2 separate regions of the Mus musculus genome follow, and region 1 is linked to region 2. Evidence: chromatin contacts called from public HiChIP or PLAC-seq data. All regions are on one chromosome and are shown on one strand. Each heading gives the region's core, a stretch centred on a gene start, on an enhancer-like site or on the middle of the called end of the contact. The rest is flanking DNA. Distances are from core to core; before and after follow the strand shown.

What was found. HiChIP or PLAC-seq counts read pairs in DNA pulled down with a chosen protein or histone mark.
Region 1: a contact with region 2 is called in an H3K27ac HiChIP or PLAC-seq map of the HPC-7 cell line, with 5 times the contacts expected there. The contact joins the promoter of Ptma here to the enhancer-like site in region 2. A contact is called at or near these places in 11 of 39 promoter capture datasets (the 3T3-L1 cell line, 3T3-L1-derived adipocytes, the HPC-7 cell line and 7 more), 2 of 15 datasets of contacts at CTCF or cohesin (embryonic stem cells and large pre-B cells), 3 of 484 Hi-C or Micro-C datasets (the G1E-ER4 cell line, palatal mesenchyme and uterus), 8 of 115 datasets of contacts at active chromatin or transcription factors (the HPC-7 cell line, bone marrow-derived macrophages, embryonic basal ganglia and 3 more) and 3 of 9 other capture datasets (adipose tissue, liver and pancreatic islet).

The regions. Positions count from the first base shown.
Region 1 is chr1:86,524,399-86,530,216 of GRCm38.p6, reverse strand. Ptma (prothymosin alpha) reads right to left here and starts at 3,660. Exons shown (of 5, transcript NM_008972.3): 1 at 3,267-3,660; 2 at 973-1,044; 3 at 665-761; 4 at 413-486; 5 at 1-252. The coding sequence starts at 3,311. The coding sequence ends at 205.
Region 2 is chr1:86,403,969-86,409,425 of GRCm38.p6, reverse strand. No RefSeq gene overlaps it. Among named protein-coding and RNA genes, the nearest start is that of Nmur1, 19 kb to the right of the region's middle. Within about 2 kb of position 2,280, at least 56 of the 459 cell types and tissues checked have an H3K27ac peak or open chromatin away from gene starts, as enhancers often do. A contact at or near this core is called in the HPC-7 cell line, adipose tissue, bone marrow-derived macrophages and 1 more, where this site is marked.

The sequences.
Region 1 (5,818 bases), core at 2,411-4,910, 120 kb before region 2:
GTTCTTTTTTCCTCCCATGTTGCCAATTCATGTTGTAGTTTTGGAGGGGTGGTGGAGAGCGCATGTCATATCTGTGGGTGGCATTGCCCGCTGTGGGCGGGCGGGGCCTGCTTCTCTACTCGAAGGTGACCACGTTTAAATTCTGAGACGGGAAGTGGAGGGTGAATAGGTCACGGTGCGTAAGGTTATTTTTCCTTTTGCTGTCTAGTCATCCTCCTCGGTCTTCTGCTTCTTGGTGTCCACATCGTCATCCTGTAGAGAACATCAGGCCTGTGACTACACATAAGCTCCCTAGGCCTTGGCCCACAACTCCCAGAGAGCAAAGCTGGGATGGGGTCCACTAAGAACCCTTCACCATTTGCCAGAAACCCCCAAAGCTTTTAGTGCCCCAGGAAAGGAACCTCACACATACCTCATCATCCTCAGCTACCCGCTTGCCCGTAGGAGCCTCAGCTTCCTCATCTTCATCTCCATCCTCCTCCTCACCTGGAGAATCAATCAAGGCCCACATAAACCACTATCCTCCCAGCTGCAGATCAAGAACGGCCCCAATAGGAGGGTGGAGTACACTGCAGTTCAAAGTGGTCCAACTGCCCAGAAACCCAACCTCTCCCTTCTGGCAGTAAAAGCCAAGGAAGGAACCTGAGAAAACAAGACTACTCACCGTCACCTTCTTCCTCCTCCTCCTCTTCCTCCCCACCTTCTTCCTCTTCTTCATCTACCTCATTGTCAGCCTCCTGCTCCCCATTTTCCTCATTTTGCTTTAACAGAAAACACATCTGCCATTAGCCAGCTCTGAAGCAGGCCTGTATATCTAGTGCACCTTGCCCCTCCCCACACCATACAGCTACCACACCACCTCCCAAACAAAAATCAGACAAGTTCCCTTGTCTGGTCCAACATCCTGAACTAAGCTGAAAATTTAAAAAAGTATAAACTGGGAACACAAGCCCCAGCTACTTGGACACTCACAGCGTTCCCATTGGCAGGTGCATCTCTTCCATTCTCTGCCTCCTCCACAACTTCCTTCTTCTCCTTCAAGTCCTTTAGAAGGAAGAGGAAACCCGTTAGTCTTCAGAACAATAGAGGGCCACCCATCAGCCAAAGTGCTGAAAACTAGACAAAGCTGGTCCACAGGACCAATCTGAGTCACTGGCTACTTGGCCACCCTAGGGTAATGTCAGCATGGACCATAGTAGGTACTCAAGGCCTGTAGTCCAAATCCTATGCTTTCCATCTTCTAGATACATTGAAAACAAGGCAGACTCATGTGTCGACTCAACGCACTCCTCTACCATATGGCATCATAGCCACAAACCCGCCAGGCCAGGCAGACAAGCTCGGGAACTGTAGCCCTTACCTGCACGCCCTTTGCCGCCGGTTTCCAGCTAGAGGGAGCTCCACCCCTCAGAAACCCTTCTTGGAAGGCAGTGGCTGTGTGCCTTAAATAAATAAGGTAGAAGGGAGGAGCCAGTCGACGGTCATTCGCTCAGGAATGGATGGGAGAGTCTGGATGGGGATCGGAAAGCGCCTGGGCATGCAGAAACACCCCCTTCAAGTCACACCAGCCATGCTTGGTACTAGGGACCTCCTGGCCTCCACAGCCCAAAGGAAATAAACTAGCACTCTGGGCCCTGCGGCTTCGGGGCCGGACCACTGGGTAACTTTTCCCACTACGACGGCTGAACGGTCGGCTCGGTCGGGGCCCAGGAACATGGTCCAGCTAATTCCGCCGGTGCACCGCTGGGTTACCTGCCGGCAATGGTGGGTTCGCGCCCACCGGAGGCCTGCCTAGGACCCCACTGCACCCGCTTCCGCCCCCTGGCGGCCGAAGCCCGGGGGAGTGAGTGGGGGCGGGGTGGCAGCGGTGCGCAGGCGCATAGCTCACCCAGCGAACTACGCGCGCGAGCCTCTTGCACGCACCGCGCGCAAAGAGCACGTGGCCCGGGGCGCCAAGTGCGCCCTGTGCCCTGGAGACCCGAGGTCCGCTTTCATCCAGGGGAGCGGAGTCACCCACTGGAGAAAGCCCGCTCCGTGCTGCCCCCTGGGGTCCTGCCTGTGAGGGGCAACACGCGGCTTCCGGCTCCGATTTTGGCGCCAAGCTCTCGCGGTAGGTCACCAGGGACTCGGAGCTCCTCGGCTCCGACCCTCGAGACCTTCGGGGGGGGCGCTCCCTAGGAGCGCTGGACCTCGCGGGAATTCACCTGAGACTCCCGCCGAGGGCGGAGGTGGGACCATGCTTGCTACAAAGTGTTACAGCGGTGGCGGGCATCGCTCCAGAGCGCGCTCTGCACGGGGTCGCACCAGCCGAGGGAGATGGCGAGCCACGGGAGTTTAAAGAAACAAGGCGACTGGGACTGAGTCCCCACTGCGGGACAAGCGGGGTGCGAACATCGAGGTGTTTGAAAGCAACGAGTCCGAACCGAACACGGCTGAGGGTGGAGAAGACTCCACCGGGAGGGCGAGCCCCTGCCTCAGGACCCCAGCCAGGACCGCGGTGCTGCGCGGGCTTCTAGACCGCCACGGCACCACCGCAGCTGGGGAGCCGTGGGGGGGCGTCCAGCCGCTCCGCAGCTTCACTTTCTATTTCCTCCCCCTCTCGCGTGGGCTCGCCGCCCGGGCCCAACCCCGTCAGCAATGACTGACCCTGCGACGAGGTCCGCCGCCGCGGGGACAAACACGACCACCCGCGTTCACCCGTGGCTGCGGACCAGACCCTTAGGTGTCGCGGTCAGAATCCCCCCAGCGCAGCACGCCGCCCCATCCGCGTCATCCCGGATAACCGGTGGCCGGCCCGCTATAGGGCGCGAACCCGGGCGCCTAACAAAGAGCGACTCGGCCGCGGGCGCCCTCAGCTCGCCGGCGCCGCACACGCGCCCCCCACACTTCCGACTGCGGACGCGCCGGAGTTTCAAAGTTATTTCCGTGCGCCGCGGCCCCGCGACCCCGGCCCCGAGAGCGCTCAAACCATTCGCAAACAAGTTTCGAGAATCCGCGTCTCGGCCCTCCCCGTTTGCGTCCGAGTTCCGAGGCGACCCCAGGCCATCGGCCAGCTCCCGACGGCGGCACCAATGCCCGCGCCGCTTCGCGCCCCCTCCCCCGCACACAAAGAGTGTTGCCCGGGGCCATCGCGCCGCTGGAGGGTGGCGGGGTCGCCTGGAAAAGCGTTTGCGTGATGCTTTCCTGAAAGCCCGCAACCACGCGCCCCAACGCCGCCCGGGCGACGGCGCGCAGACCCCGAGGGGGCGGGCGGCGTCCAGCCTCACCTTGGTGGTGATCTCGGAGCTGGTATCCACTGCCGCGTCTGACATGGTGGGGCACGCCGGTGGTCCGATGCCGCGAGTGAGGGAATTAAAAGTCGAGTTCGAGGACTCTGGCGAGAGAGCTGCCGGAGTCCGCGCTGGAGGAGGCGGTGGGCGGCGAAGGTGGCTGCAGCGAGCGCGGAGCACGACCCAGGAACAATGCAAAGATGGCTTTTCGGAGCAGCCAGTGGGGGACTCACGCGGCGCCAGAAGCTTTAATATAGATTAGTGGGCGGTGCTCAGCCACCCTAGTCCCGGCGCTATTGGCTGAGCGCAGGGAGCGGGCGTCCTCTCATTGGCTCGATTCCGAACAATGGGCAAGTGAGCTTAAAGCGGCAGTGCCTCGGCTTGGCGCGCGCTGCGCAGTCCCCCGCCGCACTGTCATTCAGAGTGTTGAATTTTGTTGGGTCTCGCCACGCCGGAGGGGGGTCGCGCGCGTGCGCGCTCCCGCAGCTGTTTTGCTAAGGCCTCTGACGCAGAAAGCTAAAGCGCGGCAAAGCTGCCCGCCCAGCCCCGGTCCTCCCCCTCCCTCGCGACTGCTCGGAAGAAGGAGGGGGAGGGAGGGAGGAGGGGGAGCGGGAGCACTGCCCGCCAGGGGGAGGGGGAGGGGAAGGCGAGCGATGGGCGGCGCTTGCCCCGGGCGGTGTCCCGCGTGGTTCCCGCGCCCGGGACCTGCCCGCACCGAAGAGCAAGTTGTCCCAGTTCAAGTGAACATCAGTCCACACAACGGGGTGACTGTGACTCGCACCTTCCGCCCCGTCCTCCTTTCCCTCCGCCTCGATGACACTAGTGATCCCCACCGCCCACCACTGTCCCGCCGTCCAGGGTCAGCTCCGGAGTGGGCCTCGCGCCCTGCACACTTGGGGGGACTCATGCGAAAGTCCCGGTGTCCTCGAGCGAGACAGGCCTGGGGCCTCACGCCACAAGGCGGTGTCGCGCCTCAGGGCTCTCTGGTCAGCGTCTGCTGTAAGAGGTCACTGCCGTCGCGACAGCTCTTAACATCATCCAGAGCCCCGCCCGGCCATCGAGTTTACCCCTCTCCCCTAACATTTTGCAGGCTCCAGTGGGCATATGAACAGTGTGCAACTGGGAGAAACTTGTCTCCCCGGCCATTAGGACTAGTCCTTGAAGGGGTTCCTTCAAACTTGAGCCATTTACGGTACCACGCGGAGCCTGAGAAAAGAAAAACCATAAAGACGCCACACTCAAGATGGCGTTGGACTCGGCAAGCGTGGCGTGACGTGGCGACTCGGCTCACGCGAACAACTTCAAAATACTATATTACTCCATTTTTAGCGCTGTCTCACTTGGCTGTCGAACTAAGGAATTTGCCCTGTGAGAAGAGCGACCAGAATGGCTATAAACGGGTTCGGAGAAACGACTTCGCCACACTCAAGATGGCGGCAGATAGCGTCCGACTGTGTGTCGCCAGGAGGGGGCGCCCGACACGGAAGGCGGGACTTGGGAGAAACCCGCACACACTGGCTGAGAGTGGCGGGCGAACACAAAGTTGACGCTTTGCGCCCTGCCATTGGTCATTCCTGCTGTCTGTCTCCTGGGGGCCGTGGAATCGGGAGTGAGGAAAACCCGGAGTCTTGAATCGGGGAGGGTGAATGGGTGCCAAGTCCCTTAGAGCTTTGAGGTCGAGGCGAGGAGACTGAACTGCCCTTATGGCTCACCCCCGGCGTTTGGGCCCATCCTCACCCGGAGGCCCCTATGCGGAGCTTGAGGAGAGGAGAGGAACGTGCAGTGTCGGGAAACTGTTGCAGTTGGACCCAGGGTCGGCCCGCGAGCCGCACGTGGCCGGCCCGCATCCCCGCGCGCACGTGCCAGTCCCGCCACCAGCCGCTTGGGCCTGTGTGAGCTTTTCCTTTAAGGAGAAAGCCTTGCCGCCGCCCTTTGGCCTGCGCTCACTCCCGTTGTCCAGCGGTTGCTCCTGTCCTGGCAGCCCCTGGCAAGGGAGGGTGTGAAGGCCCCCGGGGTCTCGCTCTTCTCGGAGCACACTAATGGCCGGAGACGGTTATCGCGCCCCAGCGCCCTAGGTTGCACAAACTGCCTGAGTCCGAACTGCCCCACCCCCGCCAGCGGGCTTTACTGTGATGAGGATATGGAGCTTAAACAGGGAAGGGCCTTTGAGCTGCAGCTGCCCAGACCCCTTTTTTGTAGATAGGGAGGGACGGTGCTTCAATATAAACAGAAAGGAGGATGCTTTCTACCTGGTGCTTATCCATTAAGCTCCCGTTATTCTCTAGAGGATTGTTCCATCTACAAAACCCAGATGCACAAAGAGCTTGGCCTATACCACCCACATCTTAGTTGTGGTTTCTGAGTTCTGGATTGGGAGAGCTGAGGGAGGCAAGGTGGCAATCAGTGAGAAGCTGGATAAGTATGAACTTCCCTCGAAGAAGAACTGCTTTATCTAGTCTTGTGCATGCCCGTGCCTCTACCATAAGGGAGGAAGGCCCACGCATCTGGTTGTAGAAGCACTATCTATGTTCAAGCTAAGCTTACGGACC
Region 2 (5,457 bases), core at 1,031-3,530:
CTGGGTCCCTAGGCCAAACAAGGCATTTTGCCAACCACTAATGGCCACCATAGCTTGGCCCAGGGTCTGATGGGTACTGAGTCAAATGGGATTCGTGAGCTTTAGGATTGATGAGTCATCTATCTATCAATATATCAATATGTCTATCTAACTATCTATCTGTCTATCATTTATCATCTATTATTTATTATTAATCTACACACTCAATCATATGTATGTGTATTTATGCATGTATGTATATATGAATATGTATTAGCTGCTCCCTCCAGAAGCCCTGAGATTAAGACATAAGGGAATGAGACGGGCCCATTCTCCCTGAGGCAGGAGCATAGCCAGGAGGAGAGCAGGGGAGCAAGCCCAGGCTGTAGACTAGATATTTCTGGGCTTGTGCGAAGGGCTCCTGGAGAATTCCCATCAGCAGTGATAGGATCTGAGCTGATTAATGGAGAGCTGGTTTTAGGACTTGCCTTCAGAATCCTGTGAGTGATTGCAATTTTCCACTTTTAGTGTTGTTTTGGAAGAGCTTTGCGGGGCCTATTTTTGGTTCTACTACAGTTTGGGGAGAATACATTTTCTGGGACAGATGGCAACAAAATTCCCACCCGCTGCACTGTGACCTCAGGAGATTTCAGGAGAGAGATTGATACACCACCCCTGCTTACCCCCACCCCCACCCCCGTATGGTGGACTCTGATCCTGACACACCCCAGCCAGCCCCTTGCACACTCTGCCCTCCGAAGGGTAGATGTGCTGCCCAGCATACTGCAGAGAGGCAGAGCCCGTAGCGATTCACCATTCCTCCTTCACAACGTAGACAGTAGGTGCACATCTCTACATATGCACGTAAGCTAGTCCGTGGGAGTGACTCTTGTCATTGTGGGGCTGGCGAGTGTGAAATGTGCATGGAGACCCCTGGCAGGAGGGCCACTGAAGACTTCCTTTGCCTCTAGGGAGGCCTTAGGTTTTGTTCATAAGGTCTTCAGTTGATTGGGTAAGGTCCACCCACACATCAAAAGCAATCTCTCTTACCTACAGTCTCAGTTCACTGCAGATGCCAGCCACATCTTGTACATATATAATTATGGCAAACATCGACTTGGATTAGCATTTGAGTTATGACAAGGCTTTAAACCCTCTTAGAAGCAAACCTGTCAGTAAAGTATACAAAATGGGCCACCAATGTTCCCTTTCTTTCTTTTTTTTCTTTGTTGACTTTCAAGACAGAGTTTCTCTGGGTAGCCCTGGCTGTCCCAGAATGGACCAGGCTGGTCTCGAACTCACAGAGATTCACTTGCCTCAGCCTTCCGAGTGCTATGGTTAAAGATGTGCACCACCACTGCCCAGTCTTTCTTTCTTAATTATTCTTAATGGCATTTATTGATTTATTAAGGGGGGGCGTGTGCAGGTCAGAGGACAGTCTGTGGGAGTCAGTTCTCTTCTTCCAGCTTGCGGGTCACAGTGATGGGACCCAAGACAGTCTTTTTTAAATTTTTATTTTAAAAATTAGATTTATTTTATTTTATGTGTAAGTATTTGGTTTACATGTATGCATGTGTACCACATACATGCTTAGTGCCCAAGGAGGTCGGAAGTGGGTGCTGAGTCCCCCAGAACTAGACTGACCTATGTTTGTGAACCTCCGTATGAGCGCTGGGACTGAACTCTGGTCCTCTGCAAGAGAAATAAGTGTGCTTAGCTGATGAGTCATCTCTCCAGTTTTGTCCCCTCCCCTTGGATGCACCCACAAAGTAGAAATGTGTCCTTAGAGAAAAGATTCATTGTATTTATATAGGTAAGACCCAGCCAGAGGTGTTCTACTGTAACCCAAGGAGAGAGGCCTCAGGAGAAATTGGACCCTTCCACACCTTGATCTTGAATTTTCAGCTTTCCAAATAATGAGAAAATTTCTGTTTCATTAGTAACCCAGACTGTGGTCCTTTGTTACAGCAGATACACCTTTTCTTGGGGCCAGCAGGGCGCCCCTGGTTTGCTTTTGCTATGTAGTGTTTTTCTAACTATGCTCAAAATGAAGCCAGGCATGGTGGTGCATGCCTATAATCTTAGTACTTGGGTGTTCAAGACCAGTCTCAGCTCCATAGCAAGTTCAAGGTCAGCTTGGGCTACGTGAGACAATAATTTTAAAAAGATGAAGTAGAAGAGGCTCAGTCTTCCCACAGACCGCCCTACTAGGCCCCATACCGTGCATAGTCTCATCCGTCTCTGTTTGTGTGCTCACAGGAAGTCTCTGCCGCAAGGACAGCCAAAAACCGAGCCAAAGGGGTAATGAGCTCTGGGGTAAAGGTCACTGACAGGGCTTGGTTATTTCACAGTCCCTGTCACTGTTCCCAGGCCTGACAAAGGCAAATCACATTGGCCTGATGCCAGTTTCACGGCAGTGGCTGAGACCAGCCCCTCAGGTCTTTGACCTTGGTCCAAGCCCTCTTCTCGGATGGGAACATTCCTCTGGGCTGAGAGATGGTCCAGCAGGTAAAGTGTCTGCAGGTAGAGTGCCTGCCTCCCAAGCATTAATTCAGATTCCTAGGATCCATGTAAACATGTGCGGTGGGATACACCTACAGCATCTGCAGCCTTAGTGCTGGAGGACTTAGGCTGTTTCCCAGAGCTTACCGGCCAGGTAGTCTAGCCAACTGATGAACATTGGGAGTTCAGTGAGGAAAACCGGTCTAGAAAGATACGGTGACGAGGACTAGAAGAAGACGCTCCATCTTGACCTCTGTTTGAGCAGGTGTACATGCACAGTGCACACACACAAGCCCACCCCAAAGGGCGTGTTGACTCCCAACCCAAGGAGGGTGCAGACCTGCATAGAGGGAGGAAGGTATTTATCTGTGAGGAAAATCCAGGAAGTGTGGGGGAACTCGAGGAAGTGAGGCCCAGCAGAAGATGAGGTGGCAAGAACTCCACTGTGCAGAACACGACTCAGAGCTGACCCAGAGAAGAGGGAGGAAGCTGTGGTGGAAGGAATCTATTTTTAAGACCAGTTTTGTTGACACAGAATTCACATGCTGTCCAGCTCTTTCATGTAAAGTATACAACAACATTTTTGTTGTTGTTCTTTTTTTTTTGCATTTTTATTTTATTTTTTCCATTTTTATTAGGTATTTAGCTCATTTACATTTCCAACGCTATACCAAAAGTCCCCCATACCCACCCATCCCCACTCCCCTACCCACCCATTCCCCCGTTGTTCTTTTTTTTAAAAAAAGATTTTATTTACTTAATGTATATGAGCATACTATAGCTTGTGAGACCCCGACTTAAAGCATTTTCCCCAAGCTTGTTTTCCCTGATCTCTAAAAATACAGCCAGAAAGAAGCTCTTTGTTCTCTAAAGCCTTTTTGTTTCTATACCTTACAACCAGAGATGCGATAATTGTAAAAAGACCTAGCCAGGCGCTTGCCTGGCTCCCTGTGCCAAAGATAAACTCCACAAAGTAGAGCTACAACTCACTCCCCACTCCTCATGACTTGTAATTTTACCAAGTACACCCCAGAGAAGAGCTATAGCCAAACTCCTCCCAACTCCTCCCAACTCCTCCCAATTCCTCACTTTTTCCTTAAAAAGCCCCCTACTGTTACTGCTCAGGGTCGAACTCCCCTGCCCTGCTCCATGAAAGGAGTTCATCCTCAGCTAGCTGATAATAAATCCTCTTGCAGCTTTGCATCAGGTGTGGTTTTCTCTCGAGTTATTGGGGTGCCGGCCAGCTCATCCCGGGACTTGAGCGGAGGTCTCCCCAGTTTCGGGGTCTTACAAGCTGTCTTCAGATAGGCCAGAATTGTTACAGATGATTGTGAGCCACCATGTGGTTGCTGGGAATTGAACTCAAGACCTCTTAACCACTGAGCCATCTCTCCAGCCCCTTGATGTTCTTGACAGGGACTCTCTTGTAGCTCAGGTTGGTCTAAACTATGTATCCCAGGCTGTTCTTGAACTCATTACTTTCCTATCTCTGCATCCTAAATAATGCAATTATGGGTCCCAAACCACCAAGCCTAGCATCACCCATTTACCCCTTTGTTGTTGTTGGTTTTTCTTCTTGCTGTGCTGGATGTTGGAAGCACACCAGGCAAGTTCTTAACACTACACTACATCCCCAGTGTTTCTTTTTCATTTTAAAAAAGATTTATGCCAGGCGGTGGTGGCGCACACACTTGGGAGGCAGAGGCAGGTGGATTTCTGAGTTCGAGGCCAGCCTGGTCTACAGAGTTAGTTCCAGGACAGCCAGGGTATACAGAGAAACCCTGTCTCGAAAAACAACAACAACAACAACAACAACAACAACAACAACGATTTGCTTGTTTTTAATGTCTTGAGTGTTTGACTGCACCATGTACATGCAGTGCCTGCTGTGGCCAGAAGAGGGCGCCAGAGCCCCTGGAACTAGAGTTAGAGCGGCATGTAAGGCACTGTAGCAGTATGGGTGCTGGGAACTGAACCCAGGTCCTCTCTAAGGGTAGCAAGTGCTCTTAACTGCTGAGCCATCTCTCCAGCCCCATTCAGTGGCTTTTAGCATATTCAAAAGTATGGGTAACTGTTTTTATATATGTAGTTTGGTTAGACAATGACAATTCCCCCAAAGTAACCTGGTTCCCAGAACTACAGTAAATTGTTTTCCTGGATTCTTGCCATCCCCACATTTTCAGTCACCTGACATTCTCTAACCTACCGTATACTCTGTTTCCCAGACACCCTCAGCAATGGAAAACCATGGTCAGAAAGAACTTTTTGAGCCCCCACCCCCACACTTTATGCCCCACAACTACTTTAGAGGTCACTGGAAGCTGGGGTTGAGGGTGGAGGTGGGATTTGGTTCTCATGCTAGAGACCACCTCCTTTATGGATCTTTTTCTATCTCCCCAAAAGCCTGTGCTATCTCTGAGGAGGGGGGTGTTCCTGAAACCAGCAGGAACTTGAAGCCAGGCTCTCTGATTCCTAGGCAAGAGGCAGGGAAGTGGGTGAGGAACAAGACCTGGCACCTTTTGGGGTATAAATTAATCTCCCAGGTGATATGTCCTGGCACAGGTCACCAGCAGTGAGCTCGCTCAGGATTCACAAACAATGTCCCTGGCTTTCTTTCCTTCAACTCTGTACAATCACCAATATTTTCCCCCTTTATTGTGCCACAATATACAGTGTTTTTGTTTTGTTTTGTTTTGAAAACAGAGTTTCATGTAGCCTAGGCTAGCCCTGAACTTGATGTATATCTGGGACTAGCCTGGAACCCCTGATCCTCCTGCCTCTATCTCCCAAGTGCTGAGATTACAGGTACTCCCCGCCACACCTAGCCAGAAAGATTTGTGATAAGGTCATACCAGAAGAGTGGGGAAGCCAGTTTGAAAGAGTTTCCACTGGCAAACCTGGGACACTTTGAAAGTCAACATAAATAATCCTGTGAGTCACTTGTTGCTATGACAAGTCCAGGTGAGAGACTGTGAG